Regions from separate parts of the Ovis aries genome. Here all the other regions are linked to region 1. Evidence: chromatin contacts called from public Hi-C data. All regions are on one chromosome and are shown on one strand. The core of a region is the stretch at or near the end of the contact, and the rest is flanking DNA. Distances in the headings are between cores, read along the strand shown. Region 1 holds the start of C18H15orf39 (chromosome 18 C15orf39 homolog). Region 2 holds the start of COX5A (cytochrome oxidase subunit Va). Region 3 holds the start of PPCDC (phosphopantothenoylcysteine decarboxylase). Region 4 holds the start of FAM219B (family with sequence similarity 219 member B).

Region 1 (6,530 bases), core at 3,514-6,013:
CCCTATTTCTCGGGCTTCTTGGGCCACAGCAGCCCCCACCCCACACAAGCACACATCATGCTGGAATGCCATGGTCTGTTTTACAGGCATCTCTCTCACTGACAGGAAAACAGTACCAGGATTCTACACAGCACAAAGCTTGGGGGTCCTCAGTAGTGGAAGGAAGGAGAGGAAGGACAGTCCATCCACCCTGGCTGTCAATTAATCAGAGGGTACCCGCCCCCACCCCCTACTCCCCTGCAGTACGTGGTCTTCAGAGCGGCCTAGTGAAAGGCCTTCCCTTTTTCTTGATCTTTGGGATCCCCCTCTGAGAGACTCTGATTTCCTCTGGAGAGGAGTTCAGGCTCCTCCAGAGTTTGGGGGACTCCCCATTCCCTGCTTACCCAGGCATAATAGCAAGTTCTGCCCTTCTCCCCCAGCCTGGCCCTCCATGCAGAAGGAAACTCTGGTTTACCAGCAGAGTTTTGGGAAGCGGCTTACCACACACTGATCAGATCCTATGAATCTGCCCCACCCCAGGTCCTATCCAGTCCAAACCCCTTGAGATGCCTGGCACCCAGGCCAGCAGCCACTGGGACAGGGCCCTCTTCAGACTCTGTACTTGGGTGGTGGAGACTTCCTGACCACCAGCTGTGCCTAAGCCTTCTCTCAGAAGGGTTCAGGGTCACACAGTCTGGGGTTGGTGGGGAAAGTCACAGCTCCTCTATTTTTTGGCTCTGTGGGCAAGCCGCTTCCCCCTCCCCCTCCAGAACTACCACTGGTTGAGGATTTATTATCAAAAACCAGCTGTGAACTCCTTGGATCTGCAGGCACTCTGTGACGTGTTCTAATCATGACCATTTGACTGATGAGCAACTGAGAGGTTAAGGGGCTTGCCTAAGGTGACACAGCCCAGCAGGGCACACCACAGTTTGCTTGCTTTTCACACTCCTGCCTCATATGCTTGTTGTAAGATTTAAATGAGATCACATCTATCATGTGATGTACGGCTGAGGGCCACATTCAAGGAGTGTGAACTGCTTGCCTTCTTCCCTTGCTCACCCACTGTTGCAGGGAAAAGCTCATTCTGACTCCATGTTGGAACTGTTTCATTGACTTGCTTTTCATTGCTTTTGTTATTATAATCATACATAATGGCCTGCCTCAGAGAACCCCTGACCAATAAACCAAAGTGCCTCTGTTCAGGACCCTGTACACCTGTGGATGGAAGGAAGGAAGAAATTAACACATTCCTTTTCTGAAGCTTGCCATTCTAAGAGATATTTGCAAGATTAACAGCCTTTGTTTCCTCACCTCCCCCATCTCTGATCTATAAAAGAACCTGGCATCCAGACCCCAATAAGATGGTTATTTTGAGACATTAGTCCACCATCTTTTCCATCAGCCAGCTTTTCAAATAAAGTTATATTCCCTGCCTCAGCACCTCATCCCCGATCCACTGGCCTGTCTTTCAGGGAGCAGAGCAAGCTTGCCTCAGTAACACCACCAGCACGGAGCTAGCTGTTCCTCTGCTGGGTGGAAGGAGGAGAAGCGTGAGGAAGTATAGAGGACGGAGCACCTTAAAGCAATCTGGGGGTCTCCCCGAAGGAGGCAATGTCTATAGCTAGGTCTGAAAGGATTGGGGAGCATGTTGCTGTGTGTCTCGGGGAAAGGCACAGCATTGCTCTGTCTCTCTGCTTATAGAAGGAGCTCCTGTGAGGAAGGAAGGAGATTTGTAAATAGCAGGTGTGGCCTCATTATATCGAGGGACATTGTTATCAATAACCATGTGTAGGTAACAAGCTGAGGTTCAGGAAGCTGGCCTTGCCTTCCCAGAGAGCCAGGAGGAGTAATCAGTGTCTAGGGTGGGGTGGAGGAGGAGAATCTGCCTTCGGATTCCATGCAGCTCCAGGGTGTGTGTGTGTTGGGGGTAGGGTGGGGAGGAATGTCCTCCCTTCCAGGCTTTTATATTCTACTGTGCCTCCACTCCAGTATTCCTGCCTGGAAAATCCCATGGACAGAGGAGCCTGGTAGGCTGCAGTCCATGGGGTCGCTAGGAGTTGGACACGACTGAGCGACTTCACTTTTACTTTTCACTTTCATGCATTGGAGAAGGAAATGGCAACCCACTCCAGTGTTCTTGCCTGGAGAATCCCAGGGACGGCGGAGCCTGATGGGCTGCCGTCTCTGGGGTGGCACAGAGTCGGACACGACTAAGGCGACTTAGCCGCAGCAGCAGTGCCTCCAGCCAGGAACCCTACTTAAGGGCAGTATTCTCTTCTCTGCTTTGGCTCACAATGTTCCTTCCAACGGCAATACCATTTCTCCTCTCCATGACCACAGGCTAAGAATCACACTGGGCAGTGGAAGGGAGGGGGGGATCCCAAGGCAGCCACCTTGTACTGGTTACCTTCTTTTATCCAACAAAGGCTTGATAGGCATCTCTCTACACAGGCTCTCCACAGGCTCTCCACATGACCCTTAGGGTAGAGAAGAAGAGGGCAGGGTCATGCCTTCAGGAGCTCATGGTCAGCTGACACTCTACAAACATTTTAGGGTTTACAGCAATTTCTCACACTGATTTTGTTCAACACTCACTTCAGTCTGTGAGGCAGGTTTCATGGTTCCCATTTTGCAGATAAGGAAACTGAGGTTCGGAAAGTTACAAAGGTAACATCTAAGTGATGCTGAAAAGGAATGGATAAGATGCTGATTAAGTGAAGACACTTTGTGAAGTGTCTCTGGATTAAGACAAGCCTCAGTGGGGCTGGGACTGCAGAATCTTAAGTGACCCCGTTGGGTCTCACCAGCCTTATCCTGGCCTGAGTGGGCCCCGCTCATGCTCAGAGAGATCGGAGAGAACACCTGGCCGCTGAGCATACAACTTGACAGTCCTGAGACTAGACCCTGAACGCTGAGAAAACTGCCCTCCACCCAACTCCTAACTACAGGGCAGAGACAGGGAAATGGGTGTCTTAGAGGGGAGGGCAGAGTTGGTGAGGAGCAACAGTGGGGAAGCACAGCCTGTGAGCTGAGACTGGGGCATGACCCCTGGCTGTCAGCACACAAATGCACTCTCCTGATGCCAGCCTGCTGTGTGACTTTGGGAAAGCCCCAACCTTCTCTGAGTCCCTGCTTCCCAGCTCTCTCCAGACTCAAATTCCTAAGGATCCTCCAGCTCTCGATTGAGTGGCACCCTTTCTGCAGCCCCCGGGTGGCCTTTACTTCCTCTTTCTCGCTATTGTGCCCAGCCTCTGCTGCCCAGCTCAGTGGCTCAAGCGTCATCCTTACTCTTGGAACCTGCAGTCCTAGGCCTGCTCTGCCCTCTGACTCAGGCAGGCCTGAACTTTGGGATCTAAGCAGGTGACCTGGGTGGTTGTGCCCCATGATTGGGCTTTGACCTTTGGCATGTCCACCTGGTCCCTCCCTCCTCCATGGCACACACCTGTCCCCAGTCCTAGGGCAGCCCAGGAAATGCAAGGGACCAGGTTTTTCAGAGAAGGCAGCAGCACTGCACCGAGGGGCTTTTCATCTATCATGAGATGGCCCAGAGAGGCAGTCCTTCCACCCCTCCAGCTCCTCTCTAGGTAACAGCCCAATCCCGGCTGGGAATGCTCCACCCCATCTGACCTCTCAGGCCAAACGTGCGCAGGCCTGTTTTACTGAGGGATATTTGTCCTAAAGGACAAGTGGACTCACTGAAGCGACTTGGCGAACCTCCCAGCATCCTTATACCTGGTCCACTTTGCATGCGTTAGTTGCTCAGTCGTGTACGACTCTTTACAACTCTATGGGCTACAGCCCGCCAGGCTCCTTTGTCCATGGGATTCTCCAAGCCAGAATACTGGAGTGGGTTGCCAGTTCCTTCTCCAGGGAATCTTCCTGACCCAGGGATCAAACCCAGGTCTTCACATTACCGGCAAATTCTTTATCCTCTGAGCCACCAGGGAAGCCCTGGTTCTCTTTAGGGATGGGGAAATCACCCCTTCCTCAGAAGGTATGGGGCCTAACCAGAATTGAGATAGGTTTGTAGAAATTTGCCCTCACCGGCTGCACCGAGAATGAGAGGACAGACTAAGGAGCCCTTCTCCAGCCTCCTAAGGGAGAGGGCAATGGCAACCCACTCCAGTACTCTTGCCTGGAGAATCCCATGGATGGAGGAGCCTGGTGGGGTGCAGTCCATGGGGTCAGTGAAGAGTTGGACATGACTGAGCGACTTCACTTTCATTTTCCACTTTCATGCTTTGGAGAAGGAAATGGCAACCCACTCCAGTGTTCTTGCCTGGAGAATCCCGGGGATGGAGGAGCCTAGTGGGTTGCCGTCTATGGGGTCGCAGTCGGACACGACTGAGGCGACTTAGCAGCAGCTGCAGCAGCAACATAACTGTACTAGCGAAGAGTCACATATTTAATGCCAACACTTCTAAGCCTTACGACACCACCATTATGATATAATTTAATCCTAGTTTTACCGAAATGAGGAAACTAAAGCTCACCGAGGTCAAGTGGCAGGCACAAGTTCACAGAGCTAAAAGGCGGCAATGAATGAAGGGTCTAACGGAGGCGTGTGATGGGCGCGCCGCGCGATGGCTTCGCGGAGAGCGGGGGGTACAGAGTGTGCATAGCGCCGGCGGCCCGGTCCCCGGAGGGCTGGCAGAGGCAGGTCCTCTTCACCCCGGGACTCAGGGGAGCACAAACTCCCAGAGGCCCGGCACGGCTCTGCCCCTGCTGCGCGGGCCGCCCCGCCCCCGCTCCGCCCCCAGCCCGCCCCGCCCGGGACCGCAGACGGCGCCCGGCGGCGGCGCGAACGGCAGCGAGGAGGGTGGCTCTGGGCTCGGTGCTCACCGCGACTTCCCGCGCAGGGCCCGGCCGGACCAGGACGCGCGTCCTCAGCGGCGCTGGAGGATGCGGCCCCGGTGCCGGGCAGCAGCAGCGGGAAGCCGGGTGCCCTGCAGGTAGGAGCTCGCCCACTCGGCGGGCGCGGAAACTTGGGCCGAGTTTGCGGGCGGCGCGTGGGGAAGGGGCGGGTGGCGCTGCCCCAGGGCGCCCCTACCGGCCGGTCCCGGGATGGAGCGCGCTGGGCCTGGGCCGAGGTGGCGTGGCTCCTTCTTGCCGAGGAGGGGGGCCCCCGGCGGGCGGGCTGCGGGCAGGGGTCGCGCCGCTGCCCCGACTTTCCCTGGATTTCGAGGCCCCGGGGGCCCGGTAGCGCTCTGGAGCTCGGGTGACCGATCCGGCGCGGGGCTGGCGAAGAGGAGCTAAGGCCGAGCCCCCGGGCCTCCCGCGGGGCCCGGCTCACGTGGACTGCCCGGGCGGAGATGAGGGGGCGGCGGGGGCCTGGCCTGGGGGCGGCTGGCACTGAGACGCCTTGGGGCCCTGGACGCGCCCTGCTGGGACGGGACGGCCCTGCGGTTTCCTTGCTAAGGCTTGACTCACCCTCTGGCCGCAGCCCAGGCTGGCGGGATCGCCCGGAGGCGGTGGCTGCCCGAACTCTGCTGCCTGGCCGCCCCCTACCCCAGCCCTCCCGCCAGTTTTTAGATGTCGGTGTGCGGGGCCCCGAGCGAGGGGAGAAGGCAGTTCTGGAGGGGAGTGTGTGCAGATACGGGCCAGGCACGTACTTGCAGGCGCGGGTTTGCATGGGTGGCGGCCTGTGTATCGGCCTGCTGGGGTGCACGTGCGCCCCAGCGCCGCCGGGTAGAGCATGGGGACACCCGGAAGCCGGCGGGGTCGGGTGCGGCAGCAGCCCCAAAGCCAGGTCGGTTGAGGGCCCCAGACACTGGAGTTCAGGGCGAGGCAGGTAGAGGACAGGGGCGTGGAGCGGATCCCGCCACCCTTCCCCCACCGCTAGAGCCTGGGCTGCCCCTAGATGCGGTTGTAGCGTAGGCAGGGCCCAAAACCTCAGCCGGGGGAGGTGTGAGAACACGGGAAGCGGAGCCGATTCAGCCTCTAAAAGGCGCTGGCCACAGCTGGGCAGGATCGCTCTCTTCTTCCTGGTCTTGTCCAATGTCTATCAGGAGACCCCTTAGGCGTTGGAACTGGGCCAGGGAGCTGTTTGCGCCCCCTGCTGTTTAGGGCAGGGATGGCACGGCGGCGGTGGGCTCCTCTCCTGGGCGCTGCTTGAGAATGGGGCTCCCAGCCCAGCTCCAACTTGTCAGGAAGCCGCTGGATGGCCCCAAGAGTGATGTGACCCTGCTCCCTGGAGCCCTGCCCTTCTTCAAACAATTGCTTGCCTCTTCAGGTGTGTGAGGGAAGGAGGCACCTACACTTGGGCTACCACTTAGCGTGGAGAGGGGCCTTGCCTTGAGGGGTTGTGTGCTGGGCTCTCTACCTCCTAATAGCAGGAGGTTGTGTTACCCCCATACCCTTCATAGCTCTCTGCTGGTTCCCTGGAGCCCTCATCTCTCCCCCAAGATTTGGGGGTCCCAAGTGGCCTCACTTTTATTGGATGAGTCCCAGGGGTGTCACAGGAAGTCCCCAGGGCAAAGGGCACACAATGCGCAGAGCCCAGGAGAGAATGGCTCTTGGGGGCTGGGGCTGGGTATGGAGAAGGTCCC
Region 2 (5,714 bases), core at 2,947-5,446, 230 kb before region 1:
ACTGCAACTAAGACCCAGCACAGCCCCCAAATAAAAAAATAAGCACAGAAAAGTAAAACAAAAAGTACTACAGATGTATGTTTATGCTTTTCTCATTTATGTGTAATGCTGGTGTGTAACTGTTAACAGCAGTTATCTTTGGAAAGAAAAATTTTCTTTATATACTTATTTTTATGATAAACAGTATTAATTCCTAATTTAAAATAACGTTCATTCTTGGGAATGCCCTGGTAGTCCAATGCTTATGACTTTGTACTTCAACTGCCCAGGGCCTGGGTTCAGGTCCTGACTGGGGAACTAAGATCCCTTAAGTTGCACAGCCAAGAAGTAAGTAAAATGATGTCCATTTTATGTTTTTTTTGGCTGTGCCATGTGGCATCTTAGTTTCCAGATCAAGGAGGAACCTGTGCCTCCTTCAGTGGAATCACAGAGCCCTAACCACTGGACTGCCAGGGATTTCCCTGCATTCTAGTTATTAAGCAAATTTCTAACATATTTTCTTAATTTAAAAAGTCACAATGAGAAGCAATGCACCACCACAAGTGAAGAGTAGCCCCCACTCACACAACTAGAAAAAGACAGCTAGAAGCAATGAAGACCCAGAGCAGCTAACAACAACAAAAAAAGTTCACTTATACTCAATGAAAAAAAGTTTTATTAGATTTCTAAGGAGTGAGATTTTTAAATATAACACTATCAAGAAAACAGGACACCCTTAGCAGTCTGCTTCCAATCAATATACCCTTTTCCAGTACCATATGAAAAGCCTTTCATTTTCAGTTTCTGCTTGTAACTGGACAGTGAATTGGGAGTTAAGAGATCTAAATTCCTTCTGAATAGCCTCTGAATGGGGCAGGAGGTGGGAGAAGGAATTTTTATCTTTGGGTTTTAGGAGGCAGTAGAGCCTAGTGGTCAGATACTTCTAGGCTCTTCACTCTCTTGTTGTTAATTAACTCAGGTTTTATATTCCTTATCTGTAAAATGCAGATACCACTACCTTAGCAGAGTATGATGATTAAAAATGAAAGCCAGGTTAACATTTTGCCTAGGGCTTAGTAACCTTGTAGGTATGTACTCATTGTAGCTTTAAATTAATCCTTATCTAGAAGTGCCTTAATTGATTTATTTATAGAAATCATAATTCATAGAAATAAAACATTCTTCAAATTGCACCTCTTATTGTATGAATTATAAGAGCTTGGTATAATTTCTAGTTATTTTTAAAGGCTTAACATATCAAAAACAACCTTTCAGCCCACCATCACCCAAAATTTGTAAACCATCTTTTTCAAAAATAAGTTATCCTTAACTGAATAAAGTGCAAGTATATAATTGAAGTATAAACTGTTAAGCAGTTCCTTATCAAGTTAAATATACACCTACCAAACACAGTAATTCCACTTCTAAGTATTTACTCAAGAAAAATGAAGTATATAATTCTCTCCCTAGAGGCAACTATTAAGTGTACCTTCCCAATCATCCAGTAAATTGTTTCGTGATAACGAATTTCTTTTGCTCACTGCTGGGCATGGATTTCACTAGATGACTGTGGTTTTGTTTTCTAACTGTGAAAAAGATGACCAACAAATGCAAATCTTAGTCAGGGAGATCAATGGATCTCCTTCAATGATTTGTTCACCTTCCTTCTGAGAGTCCCAAATTACAAACTGGTTTTATTAAAAAACAAAGACAATGCATGAGACAGCTATTTAGAAAACCAAGCAAGCACTGGGAACACACACAGATCTCAGGTTGAGGAAAACACACTTTCCCAATGGTTTACATTATATTCCTTATTCCAGTCATAAGCAAAGCAGGATCTAGTCTTCTAGTTATGGACATGCTTAACATTCTGATTTTTAGGTAAATTATATCCCTCACACCACCCCAATGTACAGCATTTCCACCTAGTTTTGAGGCTTGTATGGTAAACTATTTTGGAAAACAATTACTCGGTGTTTTTATATAAAGGTTTCAGAGTAGAAAAAGGGAACCATCTGTAAAAAAAAAAACTGGGACATTTCTAGGGCTACAATCTAAAAATCTAACACTGCTTTTTGCCTTTCTGTTAAGCAAACATATTTAGAAAAATTAAGTGGCTCATTAATTCCCTTCAATAACTAAACAGGTCAGACAAAGCTCAAAGAACAGGCATTTTGGTGGTGGTGATTCTAAGGCATAATGGAAAGAACTGACTAATGTAAAGGGTATATAAACAAGCTCAAACACAGCTATACGGAAGTACAAGGTTTAGGGGCCCAAAAGGTAGAAATCTATAAATGTGGGAGTGGTGCAGAAAAGGTTGGAAGGTAATTAAAAATGCTACTTAAATTTAGCCCTCCACCAAGAAAGAGAAAGCAGAAACTCTTCCCACCTTCTCATAGCCTATCAGGGTAAGGAATAGGGGTGAGGACTGTGTAACTTTTAAGGGTTGGCTGGAGAATTTAGCAATTATTCAAAATATTTAATTATCTAATTCAGTAGTTATTGGAAAACAATTCTGTTACAAGGTGGAGTCTGAAGTGGGACAAAATAGGCAGTTTGGGTTGCTACTTACTTACAGCAAACCTGAAGCTCCCCAGGTTAACCCCTCCAGAGCTCTTTCATTCTTGGATAGCCTCATCCAAGAATCTTAAGCCTTTCTGACTTTTATTTGCATGAAATTTCTTCAGTCTCATAATGATAATAAACCTCACCTATAATATGCAAAAATGAAAGGCACTATAAAAATAAAGCAAATGTTTCGAGCATTTGTGCCAGGAAAGGTGCTGAGAGTTAACATTATCTCATTTAAACCTCACAACTACTAAATAGTATCCCAATTTTAGACTTAGGCAACTGAGTCTTAGGGTTTAACTAACATGTCCAAGGTCACACAGCTAGAAAGTAGTTGACATGAATGTAACCATGACTGCCTCCTTGTGGCAAATATTTAGGTTTATGGGACAACACCTAAAATACAGTTTTTTGTATATGAATTATGCTTAAGTGGGCGGCTAGAATGATTGGACATAAATCACTGTCTAATCTTAGCAAAAGTTTGAGTTCATACGTTTAAATATGCATGCTTAGGGGCCAAATTTCATTATGTAGCATATACTACCATTATGGGCCGAAACCAAAGTGCAGTTAAAATAATTAAAAGTGCTAGACACAAAGTCTCCAGGAACAGATATAACCGGAAGGCAGAACAAGAGACAGGAATCAACAGAACATCTTACACTCCGCAATCAGGCTTCTAACCGGAAGCAAAAACATAAAGCTTCCCCATATAGGCAGAACCCCCTATTTCTGGGTCTGTGATATCCAATTCCTGAAATAAGAGTTTTATCATAAGATCTATCAAGTCAGTCCCTCTTCCAGGCCTCAGGAAATAGTTACACACGTCGATCTATCATAAAAGTTTAAGAATTACAATGTGACAAGGCAGTCTCTAAAAATACTAGAGTGGTCTGGTTAAGTGATGGACAAAACGCTAACCGAGATACGTCTGATGAAAAGACTGTTAAGTGTCGCACACGTAAGTATAACGTGTTCTTGGAAGACGCTGGGGGCGGCGGTGCCGGGGACCCCGGAGGGATCACCCCCGCCCCTACCCTGAGCTCAATGTCACCTTCGCCGAAGCGCTGCAGGCCGGCGGTGGCCACTCCTAGTCAGGTGGCCGCAGGGTCAGCGCCGGGGCACGGTCACGGCCTGGGGACCGAAGGGGTCCGGTGGGCACGGGAGGTGCGCTGCGCCCCCTCCTTGGCGCCCACAGCAGGTCCACATTTGATCGGTCCGCGGTGCCCGCACCAGGAAGTCGCGCCGAGGGGGGCCTCGGGGGCGCGCCCTCGAGTCTTTCACAACTCGAGGCGGCGGCGAGAACGGCAAGCGGTCACCAGGTTCAGCCGCCGGCCCGCAAGGTAGGAGCTAGGCCTCTGGGAGAGCCTGCCATCGCGTGGCGGCGGGGGCCCAGGTCACCGCAAGGACACGCGGGCGCGGACAGCGGCAGGCGGGAGCCTTACCGGCGGCTTGGCCGGGGGCCGGAGTGGGGTGCAGGAGGCTTCGAGGGCTGGCCCGGGCGACTGCGGCTGCAGCTACAGAGCAGCGGCGGACAGCGGCGCCTAGCATGACGGCGATGGCGGCGCACAGGTTAAGGCTGAAGAGAAGCCGGGTGTGAGCCCACGACCGCTCGGGAGCTCGTGGGGGCCGTACTCACGCACCGACGCACGGTGGGCGGAGCATAAGGGTCCGCCCACTGCGGCCCTCGCGCCTCGGCGGAAAGAGGGCATCACTGGGCCAACGGCAGGCTACGGCGGCGCGCTGAGGACAAACTATTTCGGCGTCGCTTCCCCACGGCTTACTGGTCCCTTGGACGGCAGGGGCCGTCGTGGAGCAAGGAATAGAAGGAAGGGGAAGAGCCGTCAGTAGACAGCGCGGTTCAGATCCGGCTCGGGAGACGACTCCTGCACCTCAACATGCGAAAATAACACTACAAATTATAATTTAAAAAATACCTTCTTTGCTCTTTCCTTCCCAGGTTTGAGCCTAAAATAAGAGAGTGGGACAGAACAACTGCCTTCGTATAAAGGACCTTATTGGTAACTTTTCTTATACTAGAAACCCGCAAGCATTCAAAAGAGTCCAATCACTTGACTTTACAGAGAACAAATGGGCTCTCAAATTAGATTTCTTGCCGGCAGTCGAGGCTCTTTTCACCGAATTCCCAGCTCCCAGCACTCACCTGGATATTTCTGCTGGCCTGCGGTGGCCACTGCTAGTCAGGTGGCTGCAGGGTCAGCGCGGCCTGACCCTGACATACCCTCCTCCAGTCTCTACAGGAGGGGTTGTTGATTAAGTTGCAAGATTTTTTTTGGGGGGGGGGGGGGGGTGCTTCTGGTCTCAGTTGTGTCACGTGGGGTCTTCCGTTTCCTCATGCAGGATCTTTTTTGTTGGCCAGGTAGGCACTCCCGTCTCCAGGGTTCGTGGGCTCAGTAGTTGTGGCCGCTGGGGACTTAGTTGCTCTGCAGCATGTGGTATCGTAGCTCCCCAACCAAGGATTGAACCCTCATCCTCTGCAAGGGGCTTCTTAACCACTGGGCCATCAGGGAAGTCCCCGGTGCCAAGACTTTTAACATCTAATTTGGCCTCATTAACTGCATTCTGACCTTGAGTTCCTCAGCAGCTGGACCACTTTCCCCAGGCGTGAATTACCTAGCTGCCATGCAATGTTAATGAGACAAGTCTCTTGTCTTGTTATCCCTCATTCTCTATCCCTGGAACTACTGAGGAAAGAAAAGGTGGGGATTCAGGCTTTGCTTCCTGACTCTAGGCCCTGTCTCTAGGGTTTCAGCAGATAACCCTTTTCTGCCTCCTCCCTAGCAGTATGGCTTTAAGGGGTATGAACCTGGCTGGGAAAATGATAAAAAATCTTTTTTGAAAGCACTGTCTTCATTTTCTCCCACCAAAATGTTGAAAAGACACCTGGGGAAGATATGACCTCTTTGATTTCAATTAATAGTCATTAAATTGCCAAGCACTGGAAGCCCAGGAGATGGCAGGGCTCTCATGATTAAGAAAGCACTGGAAGGGACTTCCCTGGTGGTCCAATGGTTAAGAATCCGCCTGCCAATTCAGGGGATATGGGTTTGATCCCTCCTCTGGGAAGATCCCACATGCTGAGGAGCAACTAAGCCAGTGGGCCACAACTACTGGGACCGCAGTGCCTAGAGCTA
Region 3 (6,231 bases), core at 644-3,143, 150 kb before region 1:
GGGATCATGCATCCCCCCTGCCCCGCCCCCCCACCCCCCACCCCCAGCTTGCTCTTGAGCAAAGGGCAGTTCTGGGCACTTGAACTCAAGGTCTAGGAATAAGCACGGGCCAAACCCTATGAGCAGGCACAATAGCTGGAATGTGGTTTCAGGTTAGAGGGTGGGGGGGGGGGAGTTCTCTGGCTCCTGGTGTTGGTTTTTTTTTTTTATCATATTGAGATTACTTGCTCCCCTCTGTCTACTGGGCTTGATTCTTGGCCCTTCCTCACCCCCATTAGAACCCCTCCTTTCCTTTCCAGGAAAGTGATAGAGGCCTGTGGGCCTGTTGTGTCCCAGGCCTTGTGAGAATGTTGTTGGTAGAGGTCCTGGCTCTCTCGGAGGCCTGTAGAGGAGTGGGTTCTTACCCATGGAGCAGCTGCCCATTTCTCATTCATCGCCCCCTCCTCCCACCTGGGCAATTTGGCTTGAAAAAACAAACTCCACCTGGCCACTCTGGGTGGCTCCAGCTTAGAACCCAGCACCTGGTTTTCCAAGTGCTATCTGAGCTTTGAGCTCCAGGTACTTCATTTTCCTATAAGAGGAACCAGGGCCTCTGGGAAGTTATCTTCCTAATGGCCCCTTAGGCTCGGGCCAGAGCGTGATTGACTCTCCTCTACCACTTTCTCTTTGGAAAGCAGTTGTCACAGCCCCTAGTACCCGAAAAGAGACCCCAGGTCTAGGTTCTCCCCTTCCCTCTCTCCCTGCCCAGACCTCTGGCTCCCTCTCCCTTTCTCTCTTTGGTGACTCCAGGAGGCCTGCGGTCTCGCTGCCAGCACAGCATCCTTGACCTGTTGGATGCTCCTTCCCGTCAGCTTCCTGTCCTACCCGCCTTTGCTCTTTCCTGGCTCAGGCCTGTATGGCCACGCCCTGGCTCTGCCCTTCGGAAGACCTGCTATACCTGCGTGTGGCCCAGCTTGTCCAGGCCCTGGGATGCTGCGTCTCCAGGCATCTATGCACTTTCCTGGGGAGGGAACCGAACCAGAAGTGGGGGCTGGGCACAGGTTCATCTCTGCTGGATGGTCTGGCTTGAGGGTGGGGTGCAGGAAGGCTGAGGTTAGTTCTGGGAATCCTCAGGTCTTTGGCCAGTGACCTGCTTTTGCATTTTGCTGGTGCCCTCTGCCCCTCCTTGTTTCTGGGAAACACAGACTATTCTCCAACTGGCAGTTGAGCTGCCTGAGCCAGTGTGTCTGTCTGTGGAAACTGAGTGAACCATAATAAAGGGGAACATTTGGCCCTCTGTGTCCTGCTGTGTCGTGTGTCTTCATGAGGGCCTGTGTGGAGCCTCGCCATGGGCTGTGGGGCATGGAAGTAGGGTGGGTCCATGGGCCTGTAGCCTGTCATTCCCAGAGTTCAAAAGTCACACACTTCTGTGTAGTTCTTTCTCTGAGGCAGCCTTGAAATTGCTACAGAGTCCTTCTGCCTGTTAGGAGTTCTGAGTTTCCTGAGGAAGAGTTGAGTTCACATTGCTGCAGCTAAAGATCCCCCATGCTGCAACTAAAAGATTCCGCATGCAGCAGTTAAGGCCTGGCACAGCCAAAAATAAATGAATAAATAAAACAAAAAACATAGAAGATAGGCTCAGTAAAAGTATTAAGTACTGCAGTGATAAGCAGTGTGGGTGGGGCTGGGGGGATGAAGAGGTCAGACAACTGGCAGGCCCAGATGAACACAGGAAATACCAAGAACTTGGGAACCGGTGTTCTTGGTGGGATTCCCCGAGTGGACTACAGTTCCTGGAAGGCTGAGAAGTTGACTACAACTCCCAGAAGGCTACGCGGTCGCGGAGGCAGCCTCCGGCAGCCGTAAAGTTGCATGCCAGGCAGAATCAGCGGGAGGGGCGACCGGGATACCGCGATATTTGGGGCTGCTCCGAGACGCGCCTGGCGCGGGTGAGGAGGCTGGGGGAACCGAGGAGGCAGGTGTCTCGTGGTGGGGCAAGCAGGAGGCAGGGGAAGCTTCGTTGGCGACTTTGACCTCTTTGTGTGACCTCAGTTTCCGTGTATGTGGGTGCGTGTGTCCATTTGTGTCCTTCCTCTCCTATTGGTGCCCAAGAATCTTTGTTCGCCGCTGCGGGTCTGCTGCCGATCTCCGGTTTTCTGTGTGTGTGTGTGTGTGTGTGTGTGTGTGTGTGTGTGTGTGTAGCAGTGTGTGTGTAGGGGCTGTGGAGTCTATGGGTCCGGAGCGCTATGGACCTGTTCCCAGCTCCACCCTGAAGTGGGGCATTTATTTTTTAAAATTAATTTATTTTTAATTGAAGGATAATTTCTTTACGATATTGTGTTGGTTTCTGCCAAACAGCAGCATGAATCAGCTACAGGTATACTATGAAGTGGTGCATTTCTGTATGTGCCCTCCCGTCCTTGAGTTATGCTCTTCTGCAGTTGCCTAGGGCCCTTTAGTTTAAAAGGTGGCCCTTTAATCTAGTTTTATAAAAGGTAGCCCTATCGGTTACCTACGTTTACCTCTTGCCTTAAAGAAACAAACAAAAAAAAAACCCGAGCCTACTTTCAAAAAGGAAAGGGGATGGCCCAAGGCACAAACCATTTTACAAGTTGATACAACAGAAAAAGGAAAGCCCTGGGATATTGCACTTATCCTCTGGCACTCTAAAAGTGCTGAATGATGTTAAAAAGTGAGAGTGAGGCCAAATTTTGTCAGAGAAGAACTTCAGTGCTGCACTTTGAAGTATTGGAGGCCAGTGCCAGGTAATAGGCAGGAGAGATTCCCAAGTTGGGGAAGTGATGGGTACCTTGGAGCAGAAGTTGTCCTCATCTCTCCTAGTGGCTGAGAGGTAGCAGTTCCCAAATCACTCCCTTGTTAGTAGCCTCCGCGTGTGAATGTAATATTAATGTGTGAGTGCTAAGCTGCTTCAGTCCTGTTAGACTCTGTGCAACCCTATGGACCAGGCTTCTCTGTCCATGGGATTCTCCAGGCAAGAATACTGGAGTAGGTTGCCATGCCCTCCTCCAGGGGATCTGCCCCACCCAGGAATTGAACTTGCATGTCTCACGTCTCCTGCAAGGGCAGGGGGGTTCTTTACCACTAGTACCACCTGGGAAGCCTGAATGTAACGTGTCCCCAACTTGTGGCCTTGAGGAAGGATGCCTAACGGGGTTCCAGGAGCTGCAGAATCAAGCCTGCCTGCTTCTGGTTTGAGAGAAGAGCAGTCTTAGCAGAATGTCAAGACCTTGAGTTCTCCCTGAAGAGTTCCTTGCCTTTCCTTGAAGGAAGGGATTTAAAGTGCTCCTGCAGCTGTGCCACTGCTTTTAATGACTGGGTTTGGGGGAAGAGTGCTACTGCCAGGAGCTGCAGGTGGTACTTGGGCAGAGTTGTATTGACTGGTGGGAGATAAGTGAAGAGCATAATCTTGGGGCCAGGGGTGAGGAACTTTGATGTCAGGCCAGAGAGTCCTGGGTTCCCTGCCCACTCACCCAAATTCAGTTCTTTTTTCTGGGCCCCAGCTCCTGTTTGTGGTTGGGCTGGCCTGAAACCGCAATCTGGATTTTTTTTAAAGCCCTGGTTCTGCCCTGGCTCCACACTTGCCCGTATTGTGATTGGCAAGCATTCCGGAAACTTACTTAACTCTGCCCTAATTAAACTCTTTGAAAAGGAGACTTACACGTCACAAGGCTGCCACAAGTTGCGGCTCTTTATCTGTCTGGCCTTGTCTTTCTCAAAGGACAGAGAAACTTGTCATTTTTCTGGCTGTGGCTGCATGCATGTTGCTGCCTGCATGGCTAGCACCCCGGGAGCCTGAGGCTCAGTAATCACAGCTTTCAGCCCTTTGGCCTTTCTGCTTACCAGCTGTTTCTGCTGCTCAAGAGTTCCTGTGAGTCCAGCAGAGCTCAGGAAGATGAGGTGCTGTCTACAGATAGCTTTGAGAGTAAACATAGAGAACTCCTGCCAACTGTTGCCCTCAATGGGACTGGCAGTTTGAGCTGATTTTGACCTTGCTTTCAGATGTTGGTTAAATCATCTACTCTCCAAAGTACATATCGCCCCTCCCTCTTCTTTTCTAGAAGGATATTTAGGGTTTGGTCCTTAACAAAGATTGCTCAGCAGGCTAAGTATTAATAGGAAATCTTGGGCTGTACCACCTGCTGTGGGGAAGCAGTTGAAGTCACCAGCATGAATTCCTGCCCCAGATTTAACTGGTTGCTTTCAGTAACCTGTTCCTTAGGAATTATATCAGTTTGATGTGGTGGTGCTGGTGCTGGTGGTTTAGTCGCTAAGTCATGTCCGACTCTTGCAATCCCATGGACTGTAGCCTGCCAAGCTCCTCTGTCCATGAGATTTTGTCCATTTTCCTTCTCCAGGTGGTCTTCCTGACCCAGGGATTGAACCTGCTTCCTGCATTGCAGGCAATCTTCTGTATTGCAGGCAGATTCTTTACTGTTGAGCCACCAGGAGGAGATTTTAAATTCAGTTTCTGATTTTGCAGGAATCTCTCTTTTCCTAGGCCTGGTTGTATGCTAGGGTCAAGGGTCAAGGTTTGGGATTTGGCAGATGGGTTTTTCTGGAGAGTTGAGAATGTGCCTCCTGGATGCTGATTAGCACACAGATTAGTTCTGGGAAGAGGCTGGCTGATAGGCCCTCTAGCCTTGTCAGCTGCCAACACAGCTCTCCAGGCCTTAGAGTAGACTCAATTCTGCTGTGGGCAAACATGGCCCTGGCTGAGGCTCTGATGTGGAGCAGAGATTGAGATTGCTGACAAATGGAACTTTGGGGGGATGTCTTGTTCTACGAAGCTGGCCTGTGCTTAACCTCTGTTGAGAAGGGTCTGGGCCCCTGGGAGACCCTTCCAGATAAGAGTGATATAATCGACCCAAACATGGTCCTCAGCTCATATGGGTATGTGTCTGAGTCTTAAAGGTAAATAATGGGCAAGGGGGCCCTAAGGAGCCAAGGGACCTGCGGAGTAAAGAGGGAGCCCTTAAGGGTTGCAGTCAGATAAGTAGCCATTGAGTGACTCACTGGACTTCTTCCTCGGGGTCTGCCTTGGTGTCCCTTCCCCTTGTTGATTCTACCCTTTTTGAGTACATGTCCCGGGATACAGAGAGCGCCGCTTTACCTCTTGTCTTTCACGCATTGACTCAGAAGGTTACTGACGGGAGGAGCTTCAGAGATCACCTGGTCCTGTCTTTGCGTTATTCGATGAAGAGACATGTGCAGGGAGGGAGTGACCCTGAGCCAAGGTTACGCAGTGGGTCAAGAGCACATGGACAGAGCCCAGGGCTCCTTATTCATAGGCCAGGTGTCTGTTCTCTGCCCAGCTCTGCTTCAGAGGGTACAGGTGATTATCCATTCAGCAGATGTTCAGGACTTACCACAGGCCTGATACCTGCCTAGTGGTTTGTGTTTAAACCAGGTCAGACATTTAGGGAGCTTGCTGGTGGTGGTGGTGATGGGAAAGTGGTGACGGAAAGGCAAGGAAACTGATGTCCAAATGGAATCAGTGATCACTGAAAGGTCCATCCCACAGAAGGACCCATCTCAAATGATTTCAGGTGTGACTTCTGTCTTCTCAGTCCATGCACAGATTCCCTGAAGGCAGCAACTGTGTCTTCCAAAATTCTTTTGCCTGGTGTGATCACCCTTGGTGATTGTTGCTGATGGAATGAGTATGTTTTGCTGGTGCAGCCTGCCAGAGTGTAGGATTTGATGCATCCATCAGCCATATAATCATAAACAATCACTTCTAACAACATCTGGGGACTAGAGGGAGAAACCAAGCAGCTAATCTCATGCGGTGGCCTTTATCCTTTTTATGCTGTCTCTTCTTGGCCGTGGAATTGTAGGGTGGTACCTAATCCACAGGGAAAGGGACAGAGAGGCAAATCCCTCCCTGGAGCACCCAAACCCCTTTGTTGCCCAGGGGTCCACCCCATAGGCACCCCTGGAACCTGCCCTGCCAGTCTTCAGTCAGCCCAGCCCATGGCAGCGGCTCCTTCTTCGTCTGCCCCCTGTAGTCTCTTCACCACCAAGGTGCCCTCCAGACTTCTTACCAGCACTGGTACCGTCTTTCTAAAATGAAAACCCACCCTGGCCCTCACTGCCCTTGACACTTAGTCCTTGACCTGATTTTGTCAGGAGTCCCTGACCTCCTGCCCACCCCACTGCCCCCTCGTCACACTTTGACCTCACTGCTAAGCTACTCTTTGTTCCCCAAACCTGCCACCCTCCTTCAGGCCT
Region 4 (5,699 bases), core at 1,197-3,696, 250 kb before region 1:
GGTAGTGAGTACCCAATTACAAGAAGCATTCAAATAAGCATTTAGCTGAGATTCATTGAGAGGATTCCTTTTCTAAGTGGTGGCTTGGATTAGAAGACTTGTGAGGTCATTTCCAGCCCTAAGAGTCTGGGGATTTCCCTGGTGGTCAGTCCAGTGGTTAAGACTCTATACTTCCAATGCAGGGGGTGTGAGTTTGATCCCTGGTTAGGGATTGAAAATCCTATAAGCCAAAAAAAAAGGTCTGTAGTCTCCTCGGTGACACCAGTGGTAAAGAACCCGCCTGCCAGTGCAGGAGACATAAGAGATTCTGGTTCAATCCCTGGGTTGGGAAGATTCCCCTGGAGGAGGGCATGGCAACCCACTGCAGTATTCTTGCCTGGAGAATCCCATGGACAGAGGAGCCCAGTGGGCTGTAATCCATAGGGTCGCAAAGAGTCAAGACACGATTGAAGAGACTTAGCATGCAGCGCACACATAGTCTCCTGGACTTTCAACAGTCCTCTTCAGACGCCTAAACTTCTGCTAGGGGAATAGGGCAGAGCAGAAGACTGGAGAACACGCGGGAAGTCTGATACAGTGCCATGTGTACGGCAGGAACTAGACAAGCGTCTGGCAGTGGCTATGACACTGCCTGCAGCCTGGCCCCGCCACAGAAAAGTACTCTGGACTTGCCTCTGCAGAGGAATACCCGGAGGAGTATCTGGATTCCAGCTCTCCATCACTAGGACAAGAGGAAGACAGTCAGTTCAGGGAGATGCCTGCGGAGCACAGCTACAAGTGGCAAGGTGCACAACATGCAAGGGAGTCTGGAGGACTTGTGAAGCAAAGACCACACACCACAGAGCTCAAACCCATAATCCGCCATGAGTATCCATGGCTCCTTCTTGGCTCCATCAGGGACAGAGTCACTGTCACTAATAATGCAGACATAATAGGGCAGGATGACTCCCCCAGACAAGGTTGGTGCTTCACATCCAAGAGCAGCAAGGTCACCTATGAGTCCTCTAAGCAAGCCATCCCGGAAGAGACAGTGCTCTGAAGCAGCAGCCCTGGAACATGCACAAAAGGTCTTGGAAGAGACAGGGAAAAAGCGAAGCAAGTCGTCTGCAATGTTATCCAAGGCACTCCCCAAGGGGTATTTCCAAGGACAGCACTTACCTGTCAGAGTCGAGGGACACCAGGTTTTCATCTGGACTCTGACTAAGAGCAGTGTAGCCCTTGTTAAACTTCACTGACCTGAGGGGAGATGGGGGAAAGACCAAGCATAGATGCAATGCCAGCATTTCACAGGGAAAGCCAGCGTCCTCGCCCTTATGGGGAAAACAAAAAAACTGACTGCACTGCTCCTGGCTTATCTGCTACCTGGACAGCCACCATTGCCTGCCGTGTATCCCGCTACAGCTCCTTAGTATGTGCACTTCCCCACACCGCTCCCCCTGCTACTTCTGAGGATAAGCACACCTCCTCTTCTAAGAATCAGGAAAAGCCCCATCTCCCCACCTTATTTAACCTGAGAACAGAAAAATCAAAGTCCTTAGGCAAATTCCTTCAACTGCCTTCGCTCAAGCCCTGGTGAAGATCCTATCCAGCCCTCAGCGCTTACCATTCTGTTAAGGAAAAAATCACAGTCCTAGCTGTTCCCACGCTGCTCTCCATCCTCAATCCTGGGGACCCCAGCCACTATGCTCCTCCCTAATTTAGACAGTGATTGACCCTAAGAACTGACAAAACTCATAACAAAGCTCTTTCCTCGACACCATCACACCCTGGAAAGGAAAGAAAAGGTCGTTCCTCTTTCCATTTTTAAACAGTGAACCCGACAGGCCGGCGTCAGGGGAATGACTAACTCGGCTTTAAACGTGGGTACTCGGTCTCCCAGCCTGAGCACTAGGGCCTACTGTGAAAACGCTTGCACAGAGGAGGTGGCGCCTGCTGAGACCTTTTCCCTGAAGAGTCGGGGCGGTTCGGCGCGGCCCCCAGCATGCCTTTTCTCCGCAGAACCGCCTTGGCCAGGTCCCGGTGCTTCTCTGGAAGTCAAAGGGCCCAGATCAGCGGGCTCCTCTCTACTCCGCCGTGTCTCCCAAACGCCAGGGGCCCGCTCTCCGAACAGATTTTCGGGTGCGGGAGCGGGCTGCATTTGCCCCTCCGGGGTCGCCCCAGCGGCGCTCCGGAGCCAGCCCGGGAACGCGGCAGCCCGCCCAAGCAGAGACCCCTCATCCGGCCGCACTCACGCAGCTTGGCCTGAATGGAAGGCGCGCGCGCCACCATGTACGGGCCCCGCTTCTCCACAGCCGCCGGGATCCGCTCCCCCAACCGGGGGGCTCCAATGCCGCTTCGCCCGGAGAGCAGCCCCGCAGCTTCTGTCCCGCTGGGCCGGGGTCCCGGGATAGAGGGCGCAGCCTGCCCGTCGGGATCCGCGGTCGCCATCGCCCGGCCACGCCCCGCCGAGTCGCGAAGCCCCGCCTTCTGGCTAACCAGCCGCCAGACGGCAGGGAGGCGGTCCCTCCTGGAGCAAGATGGCGGCGCGCAGGCGCGGGCCGTGCCCACCCGAGCTTTCTGGCCCCGCCTGCTGTGGGATTGGCACAACTGTCCCGCCTTTCCGGGGGTTAGGTTGTTTCAGTTCCTCCGTTATGGCGCTTGATTGTTTCTGGCAGTCGGCCTGAACCTGGTGATGTCAAGCCAAGTTCTATCGCTGGTCGAAAGTAAATATCAGTATTTCCGGGGAGCTGCGGCTGTGCGCCAGCACACTCAAAGCCCTGATGCCTGCGCTTTCTCCGCAGTGTCTCCGCACTGGTCCTCTCGCCACAGCCGGAGCACCCCAAGGGCGGGCCGGAGAGAGGCTGGATTGAATCGGAAAGCGAGCGGTAGGAGAAAGGGAGTTAATAACGCCCTTCTCCAGAAGATGAAACAGGTCGGAGAGAAAGGTTCAAGGACCTTGTGGAGGGCACACAACCAGAGGCAGTTCCTTGCCTGATAGATATAACACCAGACCCTCGTTATTGCCAGCACTGCGCAATGCCCGAGACCTTGGATGAGGCCTGACCCTCTCTAAGCCTCAGTTTCCACGTTTCAAAATGCAACCAACATCAGTACCTGTCTTATAGCGATAACAAAGACAAAATAGGACTTGGGAAGAAAAGCGAAAGCGCGCTGAGTTTGTGTCGGGGCACAGGACTTTCGTGGCTCTTGACTCCTCTGGTCCCCAAGGGATGTACTTTTGGCTGGCTGGAAAGTAGTTCTAGATCCTTGTAGTAATTGCCAAATCTCATGAGGCTGTCCCAAGGCTAATTTACTAGCTTTCACAGGGTAGGTCAGCAGTGCGCAACTTAACGAATCCCCAGGGCCACCCGAAGAGTGGAGAAGCACAAAGGAAAGCTAACTATTTTGATAGATTCCACCGCTGTTTTTAACTTCCAGAAACAACCATTTCATATGGTTTGACTTAATATTTAATCCTCCTGACCTCCCAGTAAAGCACTGTTACTCCCATTAAGCAAATGAGAATTAGATTTGGTCAAGTTCACCAGTAAAGTGGTAACCCTAGAATTTGAACCCAGCTCTCTGTGGACTCTGAAGAGATGGTTTTTCTCATAGTTGTCTGTTAAGTTGATGGAGACCTCACCAAGGGGCCAAAGAAAATGTGATCAAAACCCTCTTGATGTCACAAAATCTGAGGAACTTGTAGGGAAAGAGTCAGAGTGCCCTCATCCATGACACTCCTGGGTCTCCTATCCTGGGAATCCAACTAATTGCCATGTGGTTGAATATGGGCCCTGAATACAGATAACTTGCTCTGCCATTTACTGGTAAGTTATTTAACTCTTTATGTCAGTTTCTTTAACTGAGGAATGGGGATAATAATAGTACCTATCTAATAGAATTATGAGGTTAAATTGTAAAGTGCTTGGGACGGTATTAGCATATAGTAAGTGCTCAAGAAATGTTACCTCATGAAGTTTACACAGTGTTTTAAGGATTTAGTGTTTATTTTCTCAGTTGGCTTTACACGCTTCCAGGACAGACCACCTTAATGATATTTTTATCCCTTGTTTTCAGCACAAAGTCATAGTAGTACATATTTGTTTAATGAATGTCCTATTTCCCTTCTTAACTTTTAGTCTATTTAATCATAGAACTTTGGGGCTGGCAGGAATCTTACAGATTATATAGTCTAAATTCATTTTATTATGAAGAAATTGTGATTACCCAACTGCCTGGATCTGGGTGTGGCAGTTCACTTTTCCCACTTAATATACTGTATTCACTAGGAAGCTAAGAAAAATAAATAACTTCCCATTGCCCAAAGCGAATAGCAAAGATTAAAACCTAGGTTGTAAGGGGGTAAGTCTCCAGGGCAAGAACTGCTGCAGCACACAGGGCACGAAGCCTGTCTTCCTCACCCCAGCTGCTCAGACTTTAACCCAGAATGTCTGTGCTGGCTTGCCTGCTGGGCTGCAGATCTGCAGTTCTTCCGTTAGCAAAGCTTTATTCGAGAAAAAAAAAAAAAAGCTTTATTCGTCTACATGTCAGGTGCTATGCTGAACCCTGAAGATCTAATGATGAACAGGACAAAAAAGGGACCTCCTAGTCTCTGATTCACAGTCTTTTATTCTTTGTTGTGGGTTGGGGGAGATTCTTGACTATTAGGAGTTAAGACTCCTACCCTCATTCATGCCCCAAGGAGCAGTCACATTTATGTTTTTTTTAAATGTTCATAGAAGTTTTATTTGTAAAGCAAAGAGGTGGTCTTAGATGGAGTCCACAGGGGGCTCTGAAGTATGAACAGTACCACTGAGTTAAGCCCAAGTCACATTCTTTATTTTTGACTCCAAATCATGGGAATCCTACCTGTCCCCCAAGTTGTCTGGTCCTGGGACAGATGAATCTTTATGATCAGTTGAGAATTCTAGTTCTGCTGTCCGGTTAATTTTAAGTCCCTCATCTAGATAAGAATCTCGGATTAGGTATAGAAAAGAATGGGAGCCAGTGGTGAATTAATTTTTTTATTGAGGTATAATTGACCTCTAACATTATGTTGCTTTCAAGTGTACAACATAATGACTTATTTGTACACATTGTGAGTGTATACATTATGATAACTGCAGTTAGTCTAGCTATATTGTCTTTTTTCTTGTGATTAAGACTTCTAAGGTCTATTATTTTAGCATCTTCAGTTCTGTTCAGTTCAGTCGCTCGGTCGTGTCCGACTCTTTGCGACCCCATGAATTGCAGCACGCCAGGCTTCCCTGTCCATCATCAACTCCCGGAGTTCACTCAGACTCACGTCCATCGGGTCAGTGATGCCATCCAGCCATCTCATCCTCTATCGTCCCCTTTTCCTCCTGCCCCCAATCCCTCCCAGCATCAGAGTCTTTTCCAATGAGTCAACTCTTCGCAGGAGGTGGCCAAAGTACTGGAGTTTCAGCTTTAGCATCAGTCCTTCCAAAGAAATCCCAGGGCTAATCCTTCAGAATGGACTGGTTGGATCTCCTTGCAGTCCAAGGGACTCTCAAGAGTCTTCTCCAACACCACAGTTCAAAAGCATCAATTCTTCGGCACTCAGCCTTCTTCACAGTCCAACTGTCACTTCCATACATGGCCACTGGAAAAACCATAGCCTTGACTAGACGGACCTTAGTTGGCAAAGTAATGTCTCTGCTTTTGAATATGCTATCTAGGTTGGTCATAACTTTTTTTCC

The links. Hi-C and Micro-C count contacts between places; a contact is called where the count stands out from the background.
Region 2: a contact with region 1 is called in a Hi-C map of liver, with 4 times the contacts expected there. The contact joins the promoter of COX5A here to the promoter of C18H15orf39 in region 1. A contact is called at or near these places in 4 of 16 Hi-C or Micro-C datasets (liver, mixed tissues, muscle and 1 more).
Region 3: a contact with region 1 is called in a Hi-C map of hypothalamus, with 3 times the contacts expected there. The contact joins the promoter of PPCDC here to the promoter of C18H15orf39 in region 1. A contact is called at or near these places in 11 of 16 Hi-C or Micro-C datasets (blood, hypothalamus, liver and 5 more).
Region 4: a Hi-C map of liver shows a contact between it and region 1, with 5 times the contacts expected there. The contact joins the promoter of FAM219B here to the promoter of C18H15orf39 in region 1. A contact is called at or near these places in 2 of 16 Hi-C or Micro-C datasets (liver and muscle).

The regions. Positions count from the first base shown.
Region 1 is chr18:31,201,726-31,208,255 of ARS-UI_Ramb_v3.0, reverse strand. It overlaps C18H15orf39 (chromosome 18 C15orf39 homolog), which reads left to right and starts at 4,763. Exons shown (of 3, transcript XM_027957169.2): 1 at 4,763-4,934. It overlaps LOC121817103 (a long non-coding RNA gene), which reads right to left and starts at 4,673. Exons shown (of 4, transcript XR_006056855.1): 1 at 4,476-4,673; 2 at 2,578-2,666; 3 at 2,390-2,459.
Region 2 is chr18:31,427,150-31,432,863 of ARS-UI_Ramb_v3.0, reverse strand. COX5A (cytochrome oxidase subunit Va) reads right to left here and starts at 4,196. Exons shown (of 5, transcript XM_027957175.2): 1 at 4,005-4,196. The coding sequence starts at 4,110.
Region 3 is chr18:31,350,113-31,356,343 of ARS-UI_Ramb_v3.0, reverse strand. It overlaps PPCDC (phosphopantothenoylcysteine decarboxylase), which reads left to right and starts at 1,893. Exons shown (of 5, transcript XM_060401431.1): 1 at 1,893-2,038. SCAMP5 (secretory carrier membrane protein 5) reads left to right here. Exons shown (of 8, transcript XM_012098681.5): 8 at 1-1,278.
Region 4 is chr18:31,445,968-31,451,666 of ARS-UI_Ramb_v3.0, reverse strand. It overlaps FAM219B (family with sequence similarity 219 member B), which reads right to left and starts at 2,446. Exons shown (of 5, transcript XM_012098686.4): 1 at 2,232-2,446; 2 at 1,940-2,027; 3 at 1,159-1,236; 4 at 673-721. The coding sequence starts at 2,427.